2 separate regions of the Mus musculus genome follow, and region 1 is linked to region 2. The links are chromatin contacts, called in public promoter capture Hi-C maps. All regions are on one chromosome and are shown on one strand. Each heading gives the region's core, a stretch centred on a gene start, on an enhancer-like site or on the middle of the called end of the contact. The rest is flanking DNA. Distances are from core to core; before and after follow the strand shown.

The links. Capture Hi-C pulls out chosen DNA fragments and counts their contacts.
Region 1: a contact with region 2 is called in a promoter capture Hi-C map of adipose tissue, with 3 times the contacts expected there. The contact joins the promoter of Rsrc2 here to the promoter of Acad10 in region 2. A contact is called at or near these places in 1 of 39 promoter capture datasets (neutrophils) and 2 of 9 other capture datasets (adipose tissue and liver).

Annotation. Positions count from the first base shown.
Region 1 is chr5:123,747,833-123,751,924 of GRCm38.p6, reverse strand. It overlaps Rsrc2 (arginine/serine-rich coiled-coil 2), which reads left to right and starts at 2,511. Exons shown (of 10, transcript NM_001005525.2): 1 at 2,511-2,636. The coding sequence starts at 2,631. Kntc1 (kinetochore associated 1) reads right to left here and starts at 2,199. Exons shown (of 64, transcript NM_001042421.1): 1 at 2,101-2,199.
Region 2 is chr5:121,658,237-121,662,303 of GRCm38.p6, reverse strand. It overlaps Acad10 (acyl-Coenzyme A dehydrogenase family, member 10), which reads left to right and starts at 1,794. Exons shown (of 21, transcript NM_028037.4): 1 at 1,794-2,011. Brap (BRCA1 associated protein) reads right to left here and starts at 1,741. Exons shown (of 12, transcript NM_028227.3): 1 at 1,456-1,741; 2 at 143-304. The coding sequence starts at 1,537.

The DNA.
Region 1 (4,092 bases), core at 1,262-3,761, 2.1 Mb before region 2:
CACTGCACAGTATCGCAAGCCTGTGATTCCAACACGCAGGAGACAGAGACAGGAGGCCTACAAGTTCAAGAACACTACAGTGTACGAAAGAACAGTTTTTGGCTTTTGGCTCTTTAAACATTGAGCCTTGATCAGAGAACTTGGTCTTGGCTAATTTATTTCTCTCACAACCTTCCCATCCGTCCCGAGCTTTCCTTTCAGGAACCCAGTAACCCAGGCTGCTGGTGGCTACAATTTTCTAATTTTTTTTTAATGTGCATTGATGTTTTGCCTGCATGCATGTCTGTGTGAGGGCATCAGATACCCTGGAACTAGAGTCACAGACAGTTGTGAGCCACCCCATGGGCACTGGGAATTGAACCCTCGTCCGCTGGAAGAGCAGACAGTGCTCTTAACCGCTGAGCTATCTCTCCAGCCCCAATTTTAATCTTTAAAATAGTAATATAGGGCTGGCAAGATGGTTGTTATAAGGGTGAAGTTTGATGCCAAACCTGACTGGCAATATGAATTCCATTAAGAATCCACATGGTTGGCGGGTGTGGTGGTGCACACCTTTAAATCCCAGCACTCAGTAGGCAGAGGCTGACAAATCTCTGTGAGTTTGAAGCCAGCCTGGTCTACAAAGCTAAGGCTATATAAAGAAACTCAAGACACAAAATTTAAAAATTAAAAAAAGAAGCAACAAAGTTGAAGAACGAACTGCATGAATGTTATCCTCTGACCTATGAATGTACACACACAATAAATGTAAAGAAAATATACGTATACATGTAGGAGCATAATGTAGACAGGCATCGTGGCAAACACCCATAATCTCAGCATGCCAAAGGCGAAGACAGAAGAATAATTTCAAATTTGGGGAACCTTGGTCTGGTCCAAGCTTGTATTGCAAGATCCTGTCCACACACACAGAGTGGGAGGGGAATGTTGGAGTTAGCTAAAACTAAGGCTGTTTTGAAGGAGTTTTGTGTGTGTGTGTGTAGCCTAGAACTCACTGTATGGACCAGGCTGACCACAAACTCAGATATCCTTTTGCCTCTGCCACCTGAGTGCTGGGATTAAAGGTATGCGACATCTCTGCCTGGCTTGAAGGGTTGTTTGTTTGTTTGTTTTGTTTTGAATAACTTTTTCTTTTGAGTCAGCCTCTCACTGTGTAACTAAAGGTCTTGATCCTAACTTGAACTCAGGATCGTCCTACCTCAGCTCTAGACTCCTGGGATTTCAGTCAAGAGCTATCACGTCCTGCTTGTTCTGGGTTTTGATGGTTCCTGGGACTCTATTTGAATTGTCTGATAATATGCTATCTGGAAGCAGATAACATTTGGGCTAGGAATGTAATGAATAAAGGAAAAGAGCTCCTGCTAAGAACATAACACGACTTTAAATCCCAGCACTCAGGAGGCAGAGGCAGGTGGATCTCTGAGTTCTGAGCCAGACTGGCCTTTAACCTAGTACTTGGGAGGCAAAGACAGGACAAAGCTCTGTGAGTCTGGACTCAGACCACAGGCTAGACCAGTTATTCAGCACTCTACCAACTGACTTAACATTCCCAACCCTGAGGTTTATAGTCTTGAGGGAACAACAACGACAAAATGGTTGAACACTGTGTCAAGTATTTGGGTTTTTTTGGTTTTGGTTTTTTTTTTTTTTTTTTTTTTTTCCTTCGAGACAGGGTTTCTCTATGTAGCCCTGGCTGTCCTGGAACTCACTCTGTAGACCAGGCTGGCCTCGAACTCAGAAATCCGCCTGCCTCTGCCTCCGGAATGCTGGGCTGGGATTAAAGGCGTGCGCCACCACTGCCCCGTTTAAGACTACACTTTCTTCTGGTGAAAGAGAGCAAACAGGTGATAAACAGATTTTGACATCACCGAGTGCGGAAAAAAAACAGACGAGCCAATACAAGGTCATGAATCAGATGAAACACTATCGATGAAGCTATATCCACGAAAACTCAGACGGCCTGCCATCTAGAATCCTCTCTAATTTTTTTCTCCCGCCATCATCTAGAGATCGATAAAACCCAGAGACGGACTGAAGCCCCCTGCTGGTTCCACCTAACACTCCTCCCGCTCCCATCGAGCCGCAAGGCTGACGTCTCACCTGCAGCAGCTGACGAAATTAAAAAGAGAATTCTCAAGTGTCTCACACTTCTTCCCGACGGACACAACCGCCCCTACTCATTTTACCTTCCCTGCCACTGATTTGAATTGGCGGGAGAATACCGTGCTCAACCCCTTTTACGGAGGCCGGAGCAGGCCAAACTTGGCTCAAAATTGAGCGCGGAAACCGCCCCGCCCTAAACTAAATTGAATTCCCGATACCGAGCATCCATTCTGGGAGGTATCCTTGGCCCCACCCACTTCGTAGGCTTCACGCCACGCCCTTCGAGAGACTAACCAATCACCGCCTCGAACCGCGTTGTTATAGAAACTCTTATCGCCACCCACTTTTTCTCCCAGCAAGCTGCGCGCCTGGCCCGGCCTCATCCCCTTTTTTTTTTTTTTTTTTTCTTGTGCCATCCGGGTCTCTCGCGCAAGAGATTCAGTCTGTGGCGAAGCTTCGAGGCGGCCAGTACTGTTGAGTGCGGGCAAGCAGAGGCGCCGCCTTAGCGGCCGGGACTCAAAAAAATAATGGCGGTAGGTACTAAGTGGAGCTCGAAGGCCAGGCTGGGTTTTTTGTTTGTTTGTTTCTTTAACACAGAGTGGGCGACCAGCTCATCAGGGCTGTTGTCCGTGCCTGTGTGTGGACAAGATGGCGCCGCGGCCGCTCGCTGCGCTCGCCATCATGGCTTCCTGCTGCAGGGAGGGGGAGGTAAGGCCGTCTGGCTGGGGGTGGGGAGCCGCAGGGAATGGCTTGGTTTTTTCTTTCCCTCTCCAGAACTTTCCTCATCATTTTCCCTGACCCAGTATTTCTCCAGAAGCCCACCGAACTGTGGGGTTTAGCTCTTTGACCCAGACTGGTGTTAGGCTTTGCGTTTCCTAAGGCTTCTGCGTTCATGCTTGGCGCTTTATCGCATTTGACCGGAAAGGAAAAAAAGACCAGAAGTATCCTCTGGGACGCATCGGGTCAAAAGGCAGGCTCCTTAAGGCGCAGTGTAGGAGGACACAGTCTTTTTATTTGTTTGTTTATTTATCTTTGAGCGATCCCTCAGTGATAGGGCTACTTCTAGTTTTGCGAACCTTATTGGTTGAAACTGGGATTCACTTAAAGAGGGGAAAAAAAAGTCTATCTAGTTCCAGTCCCTTATGTTTTAAAGCGATTTATGAGGTTTTTTTTTGGGGGGGGTTGGTTTTTTTTTGTTTTTTGGGGTTTTTATTTTTGAGGCATGGTTTCTCTGTAGCCCTGGCTGTCCTGAAACTCGCTCTGTAGGCCATGCTGCCCCCGAACTCCGAAACCTTTGAGAACCGCAGCATTGTTTAAGACCCCCTTCCTGAACCAAATGGAAGCCGTATCTAAGAGACCTGAACAGGAAGCCTGCCCTGGATATATACTATGCTCATTGCTAATGAATCATATTAGCCTGTGATAATTTGTTTCTGGTTTTCGAAAGAAAATATTCTTGTAAGCATTCTGTATTTCCTTTTACTGACAGGTTTTAACTTCATATTGCAAATAAGGCTTACTTTTCCTGATAGTTGGAGTATTTGAAATTAGAATGGTACAGGTAGTTTTTCTGCATCTCACTACCCTCTTTCTAGATGAATTTAGAATGATTTTTTTTTTTTTGACTTTTCAAAGAGTAGGCAAGCTTTTTTAAATTGTGGGATTAGTGTCTTGGGCCTCTTAGTATACTTCAAGAATGGTATTATTTGCCGGGTGTGGTGGCGTACGCCTTTAATCCCAGCACTTGGGAGGCAGAGACAGGTGAATTTCTGAGTTCGAGGCCAGCCTGGTCTACAGAGTGAGTTCCAGGACAGCCAGGGCTACACAGAGAAACCCTGTCTCGAAAAACCAAAAAAAAAAAAGAAAAAAAAAGAATGGTATTATTTTCCTTGTGTTCCATTATTTTAAGTGAGATAAATTCAGTTATTGGCTTTCTGCAGTGTCGTCCACTGTAAACGTAATCCTCCAGAGAGCTGGCCTAGTATCAAA
Region 2 (4,067 bases), core at 545-3,044:
ACTCATTAACAAATGTACCCAGCCTCAGCTGCTCATCAACCGCAAAAAACACCAAACCAAACCAAACAAACAAAAACCAAAAAACAAAAACCAGCCAGGGGCTCAGAGTACTTGAGCGCGGCCAGGCTTCCTGTGGGCATACCTGCTCTGGCCTTCATGGTCTCAATAATCACATCCGTCATTTCCCGACGGCCAAGGTGCTGGTGGATGATGGCTGCTTTCTCCCCGGCTGACTTCCCTTCTAGACAGGCGACAGCGGAAGCCAATGTCTTCTTTTTGATCTCCTCATCAGACATCTCTCCAGCTGGAGAACACATGAAAGATTAATACCTAATGACAGAACAAATTCCTCTCACTTCTTGGCACATCAATCAATAGCTTTCCTGCTCCTCTATGGCGTGTCCCCCTGGATGAGGCTCTTTTCCAGTGTCTGCCTCTGTCCCTCTACTTATTAATGAATAAGCAGCATTTCAGAAACCCGGAGATGTGACCGAAATTCCTTAACATCAGTTCTGAGGCAGGCACCAGGCCTGTCCAGTACGGCACTCAACCCACACAACCAAGCACACAGTAGGAGTTCTCAGCACCCGATCCACACATCTAAGCACACAGTAGGTACTCTCCCCCTAGGCTTTACTGCATAAATGTCTCCAGGACTGGGCCAGGATGAAGTTACCTGTTTGTGCCTAGTGCCAACTTAACTGACTTTCAGATCTAGGGGTCACTTTGAGCTCTGGAATTTCGCTTGTAACCTTGAAATAAATCAAGTCACTGGAGTCTCAAAGACCAAGAAAGACCACAACACACTCTTCTACTGCAGCTCCAAAGAATGGACCCACAGAGTGTCCAGGATGCCATCCTTCCGAGAACGAGCGCCAGCCCAGCTCTCCAAACTAAGTGTCCGTTTCTCTTTTCCATCAACTTGGGACATTTAGTCCGTATGGCACATATCAGACCAAGTCTGATTCAGGGCATGACAAAACTCTTGACAGATACCAAGCAATCGCCCTCCCACACACACCTTTTTCTCGTCGGTCTTTTGAGACAGGTTTCCGCCCCCCCCCCCCAACCCTGCCTGGCTTCTGGTTGCCTGTCCTCCTGCCTTCACTTCAGGATCCTCAATGCTATCAGGTAAGGTTGTGACGATCACGGGAAGAGCCGAAGCTGCATGACCCACTAAGGAAGTCTGTGGCCGGTGGTGAAGACGTCAGCCTCTCGGTCCCCGGCTGGGCTAAAACTCGCGTTTCCAGCCACTCACACCTAACTTTGGGCAAATCCTTTCCCCACCGGTCTGTCTGACTGCCAGCTTGGGAAAGGCGCACAGCATCGCCCCCGCGCCCTGGGCCGCGCTTTCTCGCAGCGAGGGCGACGTCGAGCAGAGGCGCCCGGCAAGTCCGGGGGCCGGTGGAGCGAGGGCTGCCGACCCTCCGGCCCGGCGCGAGGCCGCCGACTCACCGGCGGCGCTGAAGCCGAAGTCGGTGGGGACCGGCGAGTGACCCGCGAGCTCCAGTCGGATGACCACCAGTGACACACTCATAGGACAGGCGCTGCTCGGCGTGGGCCCCGGTGGGCTGACGGAAGGCTGCGGCCCGAGCCCAGAGGCCGAGCGGCCCGCGGTCGGCAGCGCCGCCACCGCCTCAGAAGCCGCGGCCGCCGCCTCAGCAGCGGCAGCCCCCGTCGCGCGCAGCCTGCCGAGCCACAACAACCTCCGCTTCCGCCTGTCGGCCGCCGTCTCTGACCCGCCGGGTCGCGCACGCGCACGCGGAAAGGGGCGAGGCCCCGGGCGCGCATGCGCTTTCGACAGCTGCTTCTGCCCCCTTGGCTGACCGTCTGGACAGGGTCCGAGGAGCGTGCGCAGAGCACGCAAAGACGCCTGGCTCCTATTTTGCGTTTGACCCCTCTCTACGTTTGTCCTCCTTAGTTTTCCCGCAGGGCTCACCGAGAGTCTATGGGTCCGCAGAGACTCTGAGGCTTCCTGGGTCTTCGACCTCAGGGTTGTAACTTTCTGCAGGTATGGCGAGGGGCTGGCTAGGAGCGCAATGACTTCACAGATAATCCACTGAGAGCCGGGCACTGCGGGGCTGCGTGGGATGATTATTTTTGCGGACACAGAAAACAGCCCCAGACAGGACAAGCTTCAGCACTCGTGCGATCCTGAGCTAGTTATTGCATAACCACTCGGTTGTGTGATACAAAACGCTGTGTAAGAGACAGGGATACGCTGGGAAGCCTATAGGTCATGGTTAAATTTGGTTTTGTGGTTTGGATGTGTTTGGTTTTGTTTTATTTTTTGTTTGTTTTTGTTGTTTTCTTCTCCAAGTCAGAGTTGCTCCAAGTACGCCTAGCTGTCCTAGAACTCACTCTGTAGACCAGGCTGTCCTCGAACTCAGAGATCTGCCTGCCTAAGCCTCTGGAGTTGTGGGATACAGCCCTGCCCTACCACCGTCTGGCCATTGTTTAGTTGTTTTGAGGTTTTGAGTTGTTCTGAGACAAGGTCTTGAGTAGCCCAAGATACTGAGAACCCTATATATTGGAGAAAAGATAATCTATGTTCTCTACGTATTGGAATCAGATGTCCTTGAACTTCTGACCCTCCTGCCTTTTCCACCTCATCAGTGCCAGGGTTACTTCCAGGCTTCTGCTGAAGGCTTTGTGCTTCACAAGATGGCAGGATAGAACTAACTCAAGATTGTCCTCTGTGCAGGTGCTATAGTGAGCACACACACTGAGGAATGCACTTAAGGGTTAGAATGCTTTAGGTATAGGCTCTGGGTTCAGTGTCTAAAATACACACACACATACACACGATATAATCGAAACAATGTTCAGGACACACACACACATAAGAGAAAGAAAGAAGGAAAGAAAGAAAGGAAGGAGAAAAGAAAGAAAGAAAGGGAGAAAGAAAGGAAGAAAGGCCAGGTAAGATTAGTGCATATATGGAGAAAAAATATGACATGTCAGGAAGGACAATATTGTGTACATGCTATAGTGTAAGAGGTCTGGGAGAGGCCATGGATACAAATGGTACCTGTAACAGGAACATACAATATATAGAGGTGTTTATACTATTTTCTATGTAATATGTCTTAAAGCCTTTTAATGCCAAGATTTCCCAACTTCTGCTCAACTTTCACTTTCTATAACCCTTTTGGGGTGCGTGTATGTGTGTCTGTGAACCATAGACCTCAGTGGTACTGTCACCTGGTGGTGACCACCAAAAAAAGCATAGATATCACCAAATCATACCCCTCATGGGGAAAAATGGGCATATATGAAAGTGGACAAGCCATCCACAGAGTGTAGATCATCTGACTGTGTCAGACACTAGTTTATGGTGCTGAGATTGACCTAGAGTCTTCATCGTGCTAAGAACAAGCCATTCTGCTGAGGCACACCCCCAAGTCACGTGTTAGGTAACCCTAAATAGTGTGACACACACTAACTTGATAGCTCTACATTCTTTACCTTAGGCAATGGTTACCCCCCCCCCCCACCTTTGCAATAGGTACTGAAATTATCCCCATTTTACAGAGGAGGAAGCTGTGGCTCAGAGAGGGTAACATACATAGGACCTCACTGTCAATGGATAGCAGAGTCACGCTTGGAAACCAGTCAAACACAAGATCTGTTATGTCTTTACTACACCATGTCTGTAATATAAAACTATACACCATGTAGATGTTTATGAAATATGATCGAGGCAGGAAGCCTACATTAGTCTAACCTCATTCTGATTGACAAGGAGAAAACAAAGATGCTCTGTGGTATAGAAGATGCCAGTCCCAGGAAACTAGCATTGCTAACCAGGAGGGGACAAGGAGTCACAGCTCTTCCTGGATGTCAGCCACTCAAACATGGCTCTTCCCTCCCTGCACCCTCTCTCCCTTTTCTTGCTGGCTAGCCTGGGCTAGCTTGGACATTCAAGGCTGCCCTGCCTCTGCCTCTCATGTGCTAGGGATACAGCCATGCATCCTCAGGACTCCATGCTATTTTCTGATCTATCCAGTTTCTCATCCTTCAGGTCATCTAGCCTGAGGTGCTGTTCTGATTCTAGCACCGAGCCC